Regions from separate parts of the Zea mays genome. Here region 2 is linked to region 1. A link is a contact called in public Hi-C data. All regions are on one chromosome and are shown on one strand. The core of a region is the stretch at or near the end of the contact, and the rest is flanking DNA. Distances in the headings are between cores, read along the strand shown. Region 1 has its middle 9.4 kb from the start of LOC103650188. Region 2 has its middle 39 kb from the start of LOC103650190.

Region 1 (7,141 bases), core at 2,364-4,863:
GCCCTGGATGCTCGGGGCCTGGGATGACTAGTGCAAGGAACATGAACTCTTCTTTATTGACCAACTCAGGAGGAAGATTATATGGCACAATGAAGACATGCCAACACGAGTAAGGGCTTGCACTGGTATTGAAAGCTGTGAATCCGTCCGTCGATAGACCAAGCCGTACACTCCTAGGGTCGTTTGCAAATTCGGGATCGAACTCGTCAAATGCCTTCCACACATCACAGTCCGACGGATGGACCATTATGTCTGGATCAGTGACGAGACGTACACCATTCTTTGGCCACGTCATATGCAGAGCTATTTCCTTGTTGAGGAACAAACTTGAAAGCCGAGGAATGATGGGCAACCGACGAAGTTGCTTAGCTGCGACCTTCGTAACTACCAATTCACCCTCATCATTTGTCACCTCGACATATCTAGAAGCTTCGCAATGCTTACAATGGTCCAGCTTGTCATCCTCCTCAAAGAATAGCATGCAACTGTTGGGACACACGTCGATCTTCTCATATGTCATCCCAAGACCAGCCAACATCTTCTTTGCGAAGTACATATTCTTTGGCAACTTATGATTCTCCGGGAGAACCTCGCCCATCAGTTGGACGATGTCGTTGTAAGCACTGTTTGAAATGTTGTGCTTCGACTTTATCGCCATTAGTCTTGTGAGAGTCCCAAGAACTGACATCTGAGTGTGCTCGTGCAGTCTCTCTTCTCCCGCGGCGAGTAGCCGAAAGAATTCCTGAGCATCGCGTGGAAGCTACCCCGGAATACTGCACACGATAATTGCCAACACAGAATACTGCACGATAGCTACATAATGAACAATATGCTAACCATGTGATATCAATGTGTTAAACAAAATACTGCAGGGGGAAATAATGAGTAAACAACAAGCTCCCGAAATGGCAATAGGTTCTTTTACCCATTCTACTAATCACCAAATTGATCTTTTCTATTTCTATCATGGGGATGGTAAGGTTTCGTGTGGCTTGTGCAAGTAAGATAAAAATCAAATTTCAGTAGCTCCGACAATAAGATAAATGTTGGTTTGAAATATTCTCTCTGAAGAAAGTACCCCACTTGCTAGAATGACACATAAGCAAAAGCTAACAGGGAACAAGGCCAAGTGCATGCATTATGTACCCACAAAGGAACATTGGGCTTAACCCCTAATTCATGAGGGTACCCACTGATACTACACCTTAAACCTTACACCCAGTGACAGCAAAGACGCAGACACACCACCAACCATGTACCGACAGAACGGAACCTAGCAATCTGCATGGGTATGGACATGGGCATCCCTGAATAGACCACAAACAGCAACACTACACACTAGCAGAGCCGGCCAGAGGCTACCCATCCATCCTGCAATTGCAACAATAGACAGCCTACATTTCGCCAGCGTAGCTCCCACAAACAATTGTCTATCCCAAAACCATTCACCCACCCCAGTAACTCTGCCATTGCCAATTGCCGTACAGGGTTTGCGGAATTCCGTTTCGGTCGGGTGCATGCAAAACCTCGGGTGGCGCTGCCCAATCCATCCCGAGCTTAAACCCTGTATGTGTGTACCCAGGCAGAGCAAGTGAGCAACGACGGGGGTGGAGATGACGTACCTCGGGAAGAAAGGCGGCGGAGAAGGCGACGTACGGAGGTTGGATCCTTGCGGCGGCAGGGCGGTGTAGAGGAGGCGGAGGCGGATATACCGAGTGGTGGCGGCGGCGCGGCGTTCGACCGCGCGAGGGGAGGGCCGGGCGCGCGGCGTGCGGTGGCGGCGCGGCGTGCGAGCGCGCGAGGGGAGGGCCGGGCGCGGCCATGCGGTGGCGGCGCGGCGTGCGGCGGCGCGGCGAAACAGAGAAACGACCGAGCGAGAGAAACACGCGAGCGAGAGAGAAGGTGCGGGCGCGCGGGCGATTTAGGCTTTTTATTTTCGTCGGCCGCATTGGGGCCGACAAAAATAGTTGTTGTATTTTCGTAGGCCTCCGTGGGGCCGACGAAAATAGTTGTCGTATTTTCGTCGGCACGACCTCGGCCCACGTAAATAACACAGATTGTCGTCGGTTACGAGGCCGACGAAAATATATTCAGTATTTTCGTGGGCCTGCCGACGAATATAGCCCCCGGCCCACGAAAATACTCTGTATTTTCGTCGGTGACGAGGCCGACGAAAATACCTTCCTTATTTTCGTGGGCCGGCCGACGAAAATATCCGGGCCCACGAAATTTTATGCGTTTCCTGTAGTGATGGGTTGGGTATATACTTATACTTAGTAAACAATTGTTCTTAATAATATATTGACCAACTAAAATGCTAATCACATTAAACTTTAGCCTTACCTTATTAACTTTGCATTTTCACTCCACTTGATGAGCTCCCACCATAAGTGAGCTCACCTATATGTCCCTGGCTATGGTAACACCAATACCGAGGGTCCCTGACCTATCTCGACAATATGTCCCTAGCCTATCTCGACTATATGTCCCTGGCTATGGTAACACCAAAATTGAGGAAATTTAACTCTGATGGTAACACCAACACCCAAAAAGGAAGAGACCAACCTCGACAACGAAGGATAAGAGTCAAACCAGATCGCGAGATGAGTCATGATCATCCGAGATGGAATCTTTTCCTTTCTCTAGCCTTTCTCACCCTAACCTATCCATCTCTTATCCTAAATATTTGGTGGTTAGACTAAAAAAACTCATACCTTCCTAATCACCGCTAATTAGTATTAAGGATGAAAAAACTTTCTAGTTTAAACCAATGGAAAACTAGAAGCTCAATTACAAACAAACCATCTACATCCCTTTCCTATTAAATCTCGAGGGCGAGATTATTTGTAAGGGGTAGAAATTATAACACCCCAAAATCCTGATTTTGGGTTTAGTAAGGTTTTTCCAAAAACAATCAAATTAAAGTGTCTTCTAATAAGTATTATACCTAGGAAATTACCTTTACTGAAATAAATAAATTGTAACCCTAAATTTTAGTGTTTAAAGTAGATTGAGTCCTTAAAGCTTAAATTTAATTTGAAACCCAGAAAAAAAATATTAGAAAGAATGTCAATTAGAGTAGGTTATTCCATGCATGAACTATATAATTACAAGTACTTTAAGGACTCAATAATCTATGTGTGGAATATATATATATATATATATATATATATATATATATATATATATATATATATATATATATATATATATATATATATATATATATATGATGAAGATTGAGTAATGAATATTGTTTTTTATGTACTTTTGATTATGGTATACGTACAAGAAAAGTAGTTTCCTAACCTAAATAATGTATGTGTGTGCATTTTATATTCGAAACATTTGCCTAAATAAATGAACAAAATAATTAATGCAAATATTGTTGCATTTCATGCTGAAATTTTGTATTTAATTTGAATTTTAAACTTGAACTTAGATTTGAATATGGAATTTCTGTATGAAATAGAAATTTGAAATAGAAAAAAGAGAGAAAAGAGAAAAACTCACATGTGCTCATAGCCACCTTCGCCCAGTATGCAGCCCACGTCGTCTTCTTTTATTTTATTTTTTTGTCGTGGCTTATGTCATCATGGCATAGGCATGACCTCAACGCATTTTTCTATTCATTTGTTGCCGTAGGAAGGGCCGTGCCCCAACATATCCAGTCGCTTGCCCGTGTTTCTAGCATCGCTGGCGTGTGGGGCCGCGGGGTCAACTACGTTCCCGGCTCATATCAGTTGCAAACGAACCAGACGATGTGGAAATTCCGTTACTGTCGTATCCGTGCATATATATCTTTGCCAACAGATCGCTCCTGACCAGGCTCCGGAGTATATAATCCACAACGACGTCCCTTTGGCCATCACATGCCTCTGGTCTATGTCCACGGCGAGGAAACCAGGAGCCGCTGCTAAGTTCAAGCGAGAGAGAGAGCAGGCCGTAGCCATCCAAGCTACAGTAGACCGCCGCCATATATCTATACTCGTAGCAATAAGCCGTTATAACTATCTCATCGATCGAAGTTTGAGTTACTATGCAACTTTTGCAACTACTCCGGCGAGAAATTTAGCTACGTCCGTTCATCTTTCAGGGCAACCCAGAACATCACTGTTACCGGCTCGGCTAGTGGTTTGTCACCGCGCTTCCGGTTCATCGATCGGATCTCCGGTTGATCGTCAAAAACTGAGATGTCCAGCAGCGTAAGATCGAAGGACTTGATTGGAAGGTAAGTTGGTGGTAGTTAGGAGTCTTTCCAGCGTGATAGACTTGACGCTTCCCCGCCTGATAGATAACCACCACCACATATCATTTTACATACAAGAATGTCATGCAGAACAAATTCAATAGTAAGTACAATCATGATAAGTTGACAAAGGTAAGAGCATGCCTTTTCCCACCTTTAACAAACTGATTTAACCAAGCAGATTGTGTGTCACCTATTTTTGTGCAGCCCTACTAATTTATTAAAAATACGATATCTTCTGGATCAAAATAATTTATTTTAATTTGCAAATTGCATTAGGTTCATATTAAATTTATATTAGTAGTAATGACAATGTTTCAATCACACCCCATGTTTTAATTAATTAATTAATTAATTAATTACTTGTTTAACTAATGTTAATTAGCTAGGCAATCTAGTTAATATAATTTTAATTCTAACCTACGTTTTCATAAATAATTGTTAAAGTAATTAATACCAACTCAAATATTTCAATTTAATACATACTTAGTTTAAATGCAATATTTGTTAGATCCCAACTATTAGATCAATTGTGCCCACAAATCTTGTTCTATTCATAACTTCTTTGTTTTAACTCCGATTTTAGTGACTCTCAAACCTACTATCTCGTAGAGACTTGTAGAATACTAATGTGTGGTTTGTTTCCTTCTTTGGTTTAATGTTACCATATCCATTATTTACTAGATTGTATGTATTGCTACTAGTAGAGGCGAGGTGACGAGTAATCTGAAGCCCAACTTTTGGGGAGGCATCTCGACTACAAGATTATCGTAAGTATAAGGAAAGTTGTGCCCTTGATCACTTTTCTTTACCTAATAATGTTCTCTATAATCACTGTGACATGATCATGTTAATTTGATGGGGCCTAATAGGTTACCCTAGTTTTGTTCACCCTACACCTTGCTTACAAATGAACTATTGGGTAGACTTTCTATTGCTCTATGTGGTTTTTGGTGCTATGCTATTTATGAATCATCATCATACTTATTACTCAAAATTGATTATTTATTGTTCATGATAAGATTATTGTGGTTAATTGGAACATGGAACAACAAGTCGAGAAAACAGTGCTACCACAAGGGTGGAATGGGACGCCCTTGGCTAATTAATTAAGAAAGCTAGTATGAGTTAATCCTTTCCCGAAAGAGGCAAGCAGGGATGGAGGAGTGCAGGTATAGGGATGTCCTCTGGTCGGACTGTCTGTATAGCTTTTTGGACGATGGTTTCCTATATCGCCTTCAGTCCGGAAACTGTAGCGGGTTCTATCATCTAGTGGAACTTTGGAAAGACCTCGTAATTCTACACCGCCTCGTCTCCTCGGTAGAGATGAATGAGGTTCGAGGCCCCTTGACAAATGGGTAACATGGCTTGTGGGTGATGATGTGCAACCTCTGCAGAGTGTAAAACTGGTATATCAGTCATGCTCACGGTCATGAGCGGCTCGGACCCTCACATGAGTAATTTATGGAATTAAACTTAATCTATCATTTACAATGCATTGTGGGATTTATTATTAATTGTGATCAATTATTTAATTGGGATGGTATATAGTTATACTTAGTAATTGCTAATAAAATTTTGACTAACTTATTAAAAGTGATGCTAAGCCTTAACCATTCTTCTTAATAAACCTTACACTTCACATGAGCCCCACCGTAAGTGAGCTCATGCACATTATTCCTCATAACTTGTTGAGCAATGAACATATGTGAGCTCAGTCTTGCTAAACTCACACCAGGTCAAGAATAGGTACCACCAAGATGAGGAGCTTGAAGATGCTACGATGACTTCATGAGAGGTCCGGCTGTCGTCTTCCAGTCAACTATGGTTGTGGAGGATCGTTGTCATCATATGATGTAATTTATTTAGTTATTTTTACAGAACCCCTATTATGTAATAAAGATATGACATTGATTTCTATACCAATGAGTCATCATATGTGTGAGACCTGATCCTAGCACACATTTGAGATGCGCCCGGGTTTGCCCTTAAATCCAGGTGTGACAGAAGTGGTATCAGAGAAATGTTGACTGTAGGATGTAACCTAGATAGAACTGTACAACCCTTACCTACTTACCTTTGCTACTCTAATTTTTTCTGAAACTTCCCTTGATCTTTTTTCGTCTATTGCTGGTTTACTCTGATTATTCTTATCTCTTCTCTTCTAAAGACAAAAGAGGATTTCACACTTTGGAATCCTATACCTAAATTGTCCCTAAGAATAAGGAGTCCTAATATTAGGGAAAACCTATTTTCGTAGGTATCTATGTGGTTGAATGCTTGTTCTTGTGATACATGTTTGATTTGGTTCTTTGATTGAGTGTGATGAGTTGTGGAGTAATGTTCGCAGTTGCATCTGCATTTATATAGGCATACAAATATGGTATAACTAGACAACTTAGATTCTATCCTATCTTATTAGATCTATCTTATCCTAATAGTTCCATCTTACCCTAATAGATTCATCTAATCTAAACTAGTATAATCTAGTCATATCCAATCTATTTAGATCCCATCTAAACTAATGTGAACTAATGTGATCTAATCTAATATGGTTAGTCTGATCTAATCAAAACTAATCAGATCTAATCTAATCCAATAAGATCTAATCTAATCGGCTCATATTCCTTGGACCAATATAAAGGATAGCACAAATTAACATAGATTAGTTAATACATTAAACTCTACATCTAGAAACCCTTTTCTCACCTAAAACAAGATTGGTACATTAGACCAACTCGGCCATGCACAACTACCTGACCTACTCGATGGGTTGCCTAACTCCACATATCTCAAACCTAAAAGCAAAATAAACCCTATTTGGCCTACCTACCCATGTATCCACGCCTATCTTGACTATATGTCCCTGGCCTATCTCAATTATATGTCCCT
Region 2 (7,141 bases), core at 3,131-5,630, 300 kb after region 1:
TAGTTACCAGCATATCCTTCAATTTCTGCCAAGAAGTGATTGTCCCTGGCTGAAGGGATGAGTACCAAGTCTGAGCAACGCTCCTGACGGCCATGACAAAAGATTTTGCCATGACTGCCGTATTGCCACCATACGAAGATATTGTCGCTTCATAGCTCATTAGGAATTGCTTCGGGTCTGAGTGACCGTCATACATGGGGAGCTGGGGTGGCTTGTAAGACTGTGGCCATGGTGTAGCCTGCAATTCTGTTGAAAGAGGAGAAGCATCATCAAAAGCAAAGTTTCCATGATGGAAATCTTCATACCAGTCATCCTCATTGTGGAAGCCTTCCTGATGAAGCTCTCAGCGTGGAGGCCTTCGGCTTTGATCATCTTGAACAAGATGACGAACCTCTTCAGAAGCTTTGTCTATCTGTCTCTGAAGATCAGCTAGACGAGCCATCTTCTCCTTCTTGCGTTGAACCTGCTGCTGAAGGATCTCCAGGTTTTGGATTTCTTGATCTAGGTCATCCTCCGGAGGTGTTGGACTGACAGCCTTCCTCTTCTGGCTTCGGGCCTCTTTAAGAGAAAGGACATCCTGATTGGGATCCAGCGGCTGTAAAGTACCAGCCCCTGTCGCTGAAGCTTTTTTCGGCGGCATGACGAAGGTGATGCTTGCCGAAAGTGTTCAAGACTCAAAAAATGGAAGTGAGTTCACCGGAGGTGGGCGCCAATGTTGGGGACTTGTTCTCAAATGCTATGAATCAAGAACAAGGCAACATAAAATGTTAAATATCGAAGCCCTTCGTCCTTTAGATCATTATTTTCCTTCGAATATAATGAACCTAAGACGAAGGTCACGAAGGACATACCTTCATGATCATGATAAAGAAATGAACAATATTCATGCAAAGTACCAGGAATAACATAATTTAGATGAACATAATTATCAACTTATTTTCATTTATATTACTTGTGTAAACAATAATAAATTACAAGTGTACCTTCGGCTTGAAGGAATAAGAATACAGGTGTGACGCAAAAGTAGATGCCAAGTCAGCGCGTCCAGTACGGGAATACTGTTCACCTATTTATAAGCACGGGTCGCAGCCCATGCAAAATTACATTAATGCCCCTTACATTTATCAATAACTCTATAGTAATTCTTCAAGGTCTGATTCGGCTTTTCATCTTTAAGTCGGTTTCCTCTTCCTGCCGTTATACCGAAGCTCTTCTACACACAGCTTCGTGATTGTCTTATCCTTCGTCGTGATCGCCGTCCCAGTCAAGCTTTGTCTTAACCATGTTCTTGTACACTCGCAATCTGTCTTCGAAGGTACCTGTCCACATATTTCTCTTGGAAAACATGGTCAAATTACGTTTTTGAGGACCTTCGGAAGCCGAAGGCCCCCAACAGTATGTGCTTGTGGTCGTTGATGATTTTTCTCGCTATTCTTGGGTGTTCTTCATGAAGGTGAAGGATGAGGCCTTCAATCATGCTCAAGATTTGATTCTTAGGTTGCAAGATGAGTTTCCCAAGAATGCTATGAGAGCTATACGCATTGACAATGGCACAAAATTCAAAAATAATCATTTTGAGACCTTTTGTGCTTCTTTGGGACATGAGCATAAGTTTTTCTCTCCGTATGTGCCTTAGGAGAATGGCATTGTTGATCACAAGAGTCGGACCCTTGTTGAGATGGCCAGGACGATGCTTGATGAGCATATGACTCCCAGGAGCTTTTGGCCCAAAGCGGTCACTGCTACCTGCCATGTGTCGAATCACATCTTTCTTTGAGCTTTCTTGAACAATACTTCATATGAGTTGCGGTTTGGATGACAGTCCAAGGTTAGTCATTTCAAAGTGTTTGGCTGCAGATGCTTTGTGCTCAAACAGGGAAATTTGGACAAATTTGAGTCTCGGTCTTCTGATGGGGTTTTCTTAGGTTATGCATTACATTCTCATGCTTATTGTGTTCTTAACCTGGAGACTAACCGCATTATGGAGACTTGTGAGGTTACATTCAATGAGACTGCACCTTGTCCATCCCCTGTCTTTGAGCCTACAAGTCCAGATCACATGTGACATACCATCTTTGTGGAGGAGGAGCACGATGACGCCGATTGGGGTGATCCCGAGCCGACTCCACCGGCTGCCCCAGTCGAGCCTGCTTCCACTACTTTGGCTGATGGACTCGATCCCACTTCTTCCACCACTTGGTGTCCGATTGAGCCAATTCCTACCGAGAATGAGGAGTTGAGGCTACTGTTGAGGGGGAGGCCACCTCTCGAGGATGGCTCCACGACATGTCCAGCGCGATCACCCTCTTCAACAGTTGATTGGTGAGATTGATGAGTGAGTCACTCGCTCCAGGTATTAGTAGATGTCTCATTTTGCTCACTCAACTTTTGTTGCTTCTTTTGAGCCCTAGGATGTTGGACAAACTTTGTCTGATCCTAACTGGGTCAATGCTATGCATGAGGAGCTTGAAAATTTTGACAAAAATCAGGCTTGGCTTTTGGTGCCACCTCCTTCGAAGTTTCATTCCATAGGTACACAATGGGTTTTCAAAACAAAGAGAGTGAATATGGGTTGGAAGTGACAAACAAGGCGGGTTGGTAGCCTGTAACACCCCTGGTGTTACGGTAACTAAAACTTGACATGTCATCATATGCATTGGCATTATTGTATTTGTAATACACCTAGAATGCATTCACTAGGGTAAAAGATGGTGTGTTTAGTAGAGAAGTTCTTCCTCTTAAAGGTGGGCTAAAGTGTGTGAAAGACTTAAGTGTGTTTAAGTACTTTAGAAGTTGGATTCAAGGCCTCAAAGGTGAACCCAGTGATCTACTTGAGTTTTGCCAAAATTTAAAACACCAAAGTTGTAGAGTTCCCGAAACCAAACAACTTTCATGTGTTGAGATTTTCATGTTTTGAAGAGAAACGTGATGTAATTTGCAAAATTCAGAATTTACTCAGTTTTGGGTTTTCTAAAGATAGTGACAATGAGCAAATTTTGAACCTCTGTAGTTTTAAATTCATAAGATTTTAACTAGTAGTCATTATGGAAAACTTGTAGAGTAATTATAGGAGAACAACTTTTATTCAGTATAGTAGCCATAAAGCTGCATGGAACTGGGTAAAAAACATGTCCAAAGTGGAGCTATCAGAATTTAAATTTCAGACTCAGCTCAGTATAGTATCTAAGTCCTAATTTTCAGTGTTTTGTAGCCATGTTCAGACCCCTTTTGTGGTTGTTCTGTGGGGAATTAAGTTGGATCTCCTATAGCAAAGTGGTAGAACTATAGTCGAAGAGTAAGTTTGGTTAAAATTTCTACCCCTAAAGTTGTTTGTAACTAGGGCAAAATCTTACTTCAAGATGGGTAGACAGACAACGTCTATTATCTAACTTTGTTCAGACAAGTGTAGTTCTGTCAGTGAGTTGTGCCCACTTCGGAGCTTCTTTGTGACCAATCTATAAGGTTTTGGAGCGTAGTGTTTGTAGTAAAGTGGTAGATCATGGAAGGGTTAACAAGTTTCTTGTGGAGTACTGAGCTTAGTGTTGTGTAAAATCTTAAGTAAAAGGCATCCAAACCTTGGTTGTTAGACTGTTGCAGTCTGTTGTAGTTTCAGTCAACTGAAACTGGGTTCAATGTGTGTGCTAGACTTTGGAGACACCATAACTTTGAATCTATGCATTGTTGGCCTGGCAGTGCTATAGCAACCTAAAAGAGCTATGTTGGTGAATAGTTTTGGGGTAGTGAGGTTGGCCTATCCTTATTCAGAGTTGGGAGAACAGAGGAGATGAATCTAGGTGATTCAGTCGAGCACTAGCAGTTCAGGGCTTGTCCAAAAGATCTGAAGAAAAGATGTCCCTCCACTACCTATTCCTAGGGATTCTAGGTAAGTTGCGGATAAGAATAACTTGATCATGGGGGGAATTACTGTGGATGGTTTAGGGTTTAGGGAAGTAAATGAAGCAAACTTGAAGCCTATCTAAAAGGTTGACTTGATGCAGGATGGAGGCCTGGAGAATAAACTTGAAGCCTATCTATAGGAGATCCAACTCAATTCCCCACAGAACAGCCACAAAAGGGTCCCTCCACTACCTATTCCAAAAGATGGGAAATAAACTTGATGCAGGATCGAGGTCTTCGTCTTGACGGGAAGGGAGGCTCGAATGGGTCAATATATATAGCCCAGTTATAGGTCCTGGCGGCGTGCATATGCGTGCGATGCCCACGGTTTCTGTTACCGGCGTCCGTGCTGGTTTTGCGGGGGAGATACATCTGACAAGTGGGTCCACGCGCCAGCCAGAGGAACAAAGCACACTAGGGAGGTGAGAGCAATAGAGCATGACATTATGGCCCCACGGTGCAGTGACGGGCGCAAGTGTCAGTGTAGGCACGAGATGTGGCCGACATGTGGGACCCACCCATCGGCGCCCTAGTGCAGCGCAGGCACACAGTTTATGGGCAAGCGGGAGGTGAAATGGAGCTGGGCCGCGTGGGGGTAATTCGGCCTAGGCAGGTTTGATTTTATTTCTTTTTTATTTCAGCTCTCTTTTCTTTTTCCTTTGGTTTAATTTCTATTTTCAATTCACAAATCCAATTTTAAATTTGATTCTGTGTTCCAATTTTAAACTTCAATTAAGATGCACAACAAAAACTCCATCACGGAATGCAAAGATTTTATTATATTTATATTATTACCTATTAAACAATTGCTTTTAAGTATGGATTTCGAAACACCCCAAAAAATAGGTATTTTTACGAAGGATAAATTCTAGTGTATAGAATGCTTTATTAAGAGATGGTTTAACTTAAATCCTTAAGGAGCTCTTATATAGTTTTAGCAAAGGAATAACTTAGTTCACATAGGGATCCTTTTCATTTAATCTTTTATTAGAAACCTTTTTTTAGTAACTTCAAAGGTAAGAAAGATATGATAAAAAGGTACTCCAATTCGTAGCCTATAGAGAGTTTACTATATTTCCAAAAGTAGAATTTTGAGGTGTTACAAATTCTACCTCCTTAAAAATAATCTCGTCCTCGAGATTACTAAGAAAAGGGATATAGAAGGTTTTCTTTGTATTTAGCTTCTAGTTTTCAATTGGTACCAAACCATAAAGTTTTTATTTATTTTAAGACTAATTAGTAGGTGACTAGGATAGCATGGGTACCTTATAATCATGTTTTAGCTATTAGTAAAGAAAGTTAGGGTAAGAAAGATCAACACAAGTATAAGAAAGAAAGATTTTGGCAAGGAAAGACTCCATCATGGATAGTGGATCTTGACTCATCTGGTGATCCAGCTTGGTCTTTGAGGACTTGAGTTGGTGCTTATCCTTCCTTGATGAGGTTGATCATCTTCGGTCTTCAATCTTGGAGTTACCATCCGAGTTAGGGACATATAACTAAGATAATCATGGGTACATGGGGTGGGTAGGTTAAACATGGTTTACTTTGATTTTGGGTAAGTGGATTTAGGTATCCTATCAGGTAGGTTAGGTAGTTTTGCATGGCCGAGTAGGTATAAGACACCAATTTAGGACTTAGTGATCTAGGTGGGAAAAGAGTTTATAGGTGTAGAGTTTGATATATTAACTAATCCGGTTTAATTTACTCTACCCACTAGATAGGTACTAAAAATATGAGCCAATTAGACTAGGTCTTATTAGATTAGATTGGTCTGATTAGTATTAGGTAAGACTGGATTAGATCACATTAGTTTGCCTTAGCTCAAATGAGATCTAGACTAGATTGGTATGACTAGTTTAGACTAGATAAGATTTAATTAATTTGGATTAGATCATTTCGTTACTTTAGGATGAGATAAGCAAAGTGGTTAGGATAAAATGGAAGGATAAGGTAGAATCTTTTTAAGGTAAGATAGATATATTTGTTTTTTATAGGGAATAATTTACCTTTTAAAATATATTTTTATGCCTATATGTATTTAGATGCAATTGTGGATATTACTCCACAACTCATCACACTCAATCAAAGAACCAAATCAACCATGTTCATAAGAACAAACATTCAAGCGCATAGCTACTTATAAAAATAGTTTGTTTTTATTCCTAAGATTAGGTCTCCTAGGATTAGGTGTCCTATTCCTAAGGAACACTTTAGGTACAGGATTCCAAGGTGTGAAATCCTCATGGGTATCAGAATACAAAAGGTGATATTAATCAAAGTATAGTAGCAATACATAAGAAAAAATTAAGAAAAGCTAGAAAGAATCAGATTAGCAAAGGTAAGTAGGTAAGGGTTGTCCAGTTCTATCTAGGTTACGTCCTACAGCCAACATTCCTCTGATACCACTTCTGTCACAGCCAGATTTAAGGGGCAAACCCGGGCACGAATTAAATGTGTGCTAGGATCAAGCCTCACACATATGATGATCTATGGTACAGAAACGAATTTCACATATGTAATATATAATGGAGTTCTATACAAAATAGCTAAATAATTACATCATAAGAAGACAACGATCCAACAACCACGGTTGACTGGGAGACGACGACCTAGACCTCTCACGAACTCATCGCGTCATCCTTCATGCTCTTCATCTTATGGTACTTGTCCGTGACCTGGGGGAATGTGAGTATAGCAAGGGTGAGCTCACATACGTTCATCGCTCAACAAGTTGTGGGGAATAATGTGCACGAGCTCACTTAAAGTGGGGGGTCATGTGAAGTGTAAGGCTTACCAAAGATGGTTAAAGCTAAGTGAAGCGTCCCAATCCTCTAGGACTCAAATGTGATATAATTACTAGTCCCAGGAGGCTAGTAAACACATTTATACATCAGATGATTCCAGATCTGCTTAAACAAGACAAACCTATAAAGGTGGCGAACAACTTTAAGAGTTGGTCCACAACTCGGGACATATCATCAGAGTGGGGCTGCAGCAGCCCGATATACGCAGCGAAGCAAATCAGCGGTCCAACAGCCATAGGCAAGGTTGGGAACAGGCGTAACTCTTACCTGATCAACGATCTCCTTCTCTAAAAAACAACAAATAAGCAAGGGTGAGTACTTACGTACTCAGCAGCCCACCTTCACCCACGGAATGGGGAAATCAAATATAATGCATGGAGTATGTGGAGCTCAAGATATTTTGCAGAAATAGCAATATTTGATCCAGGGTTATTTTG

The links. Hi-C and Micro-C count contacts between places; a contact is called where the count stands out from the background.
Region 2: a Hi-C map of tassel shows a contact between it and region 1, with 7 times the contacts expected there. The contact joins two enhancer-like sites. A contact is called at or near these places in 2 of 25 Hi-C or Micro-C datasets (ear and tassel).

What each region holds. Positions count from the first base shown.
Region 1 is chr3:69,941,533-69,948,673 of Zm-B73-REFERENCE-NAM-5.0, forward strand. No RefSeq gene overlaps it. Among protein-coding and RNA genes, the nearest start is that of LOC103650188, 9.4 kb to the left of the region's middle. Within about 2 kb of position 3,614, at least 16 of the 20 cell types and tissues checked have an H3K27ac peak or open chromatin away from gene starts, as enhancers often do. A contact at or near this core is called in ear and tassel, where this site is marked.
Region 2 is chr3:70,243,466-70,250,606 of Zm-B73-REFERENCE-NAM-5.0, forward strand. No RefSeq gene overlaps it. Among protein-coding and RNA genes, the nearest start is that of LOC103650190, 39 kb to the right of the region's middle. Within about 2 kb of position 4,381, at least 19 of the 20 cell types and tissues checked have an H3K27ac peak or open chromatin away from gene starts, as enhancers often do. A contact at or near this core is called in ear and tassel, where this site is marked.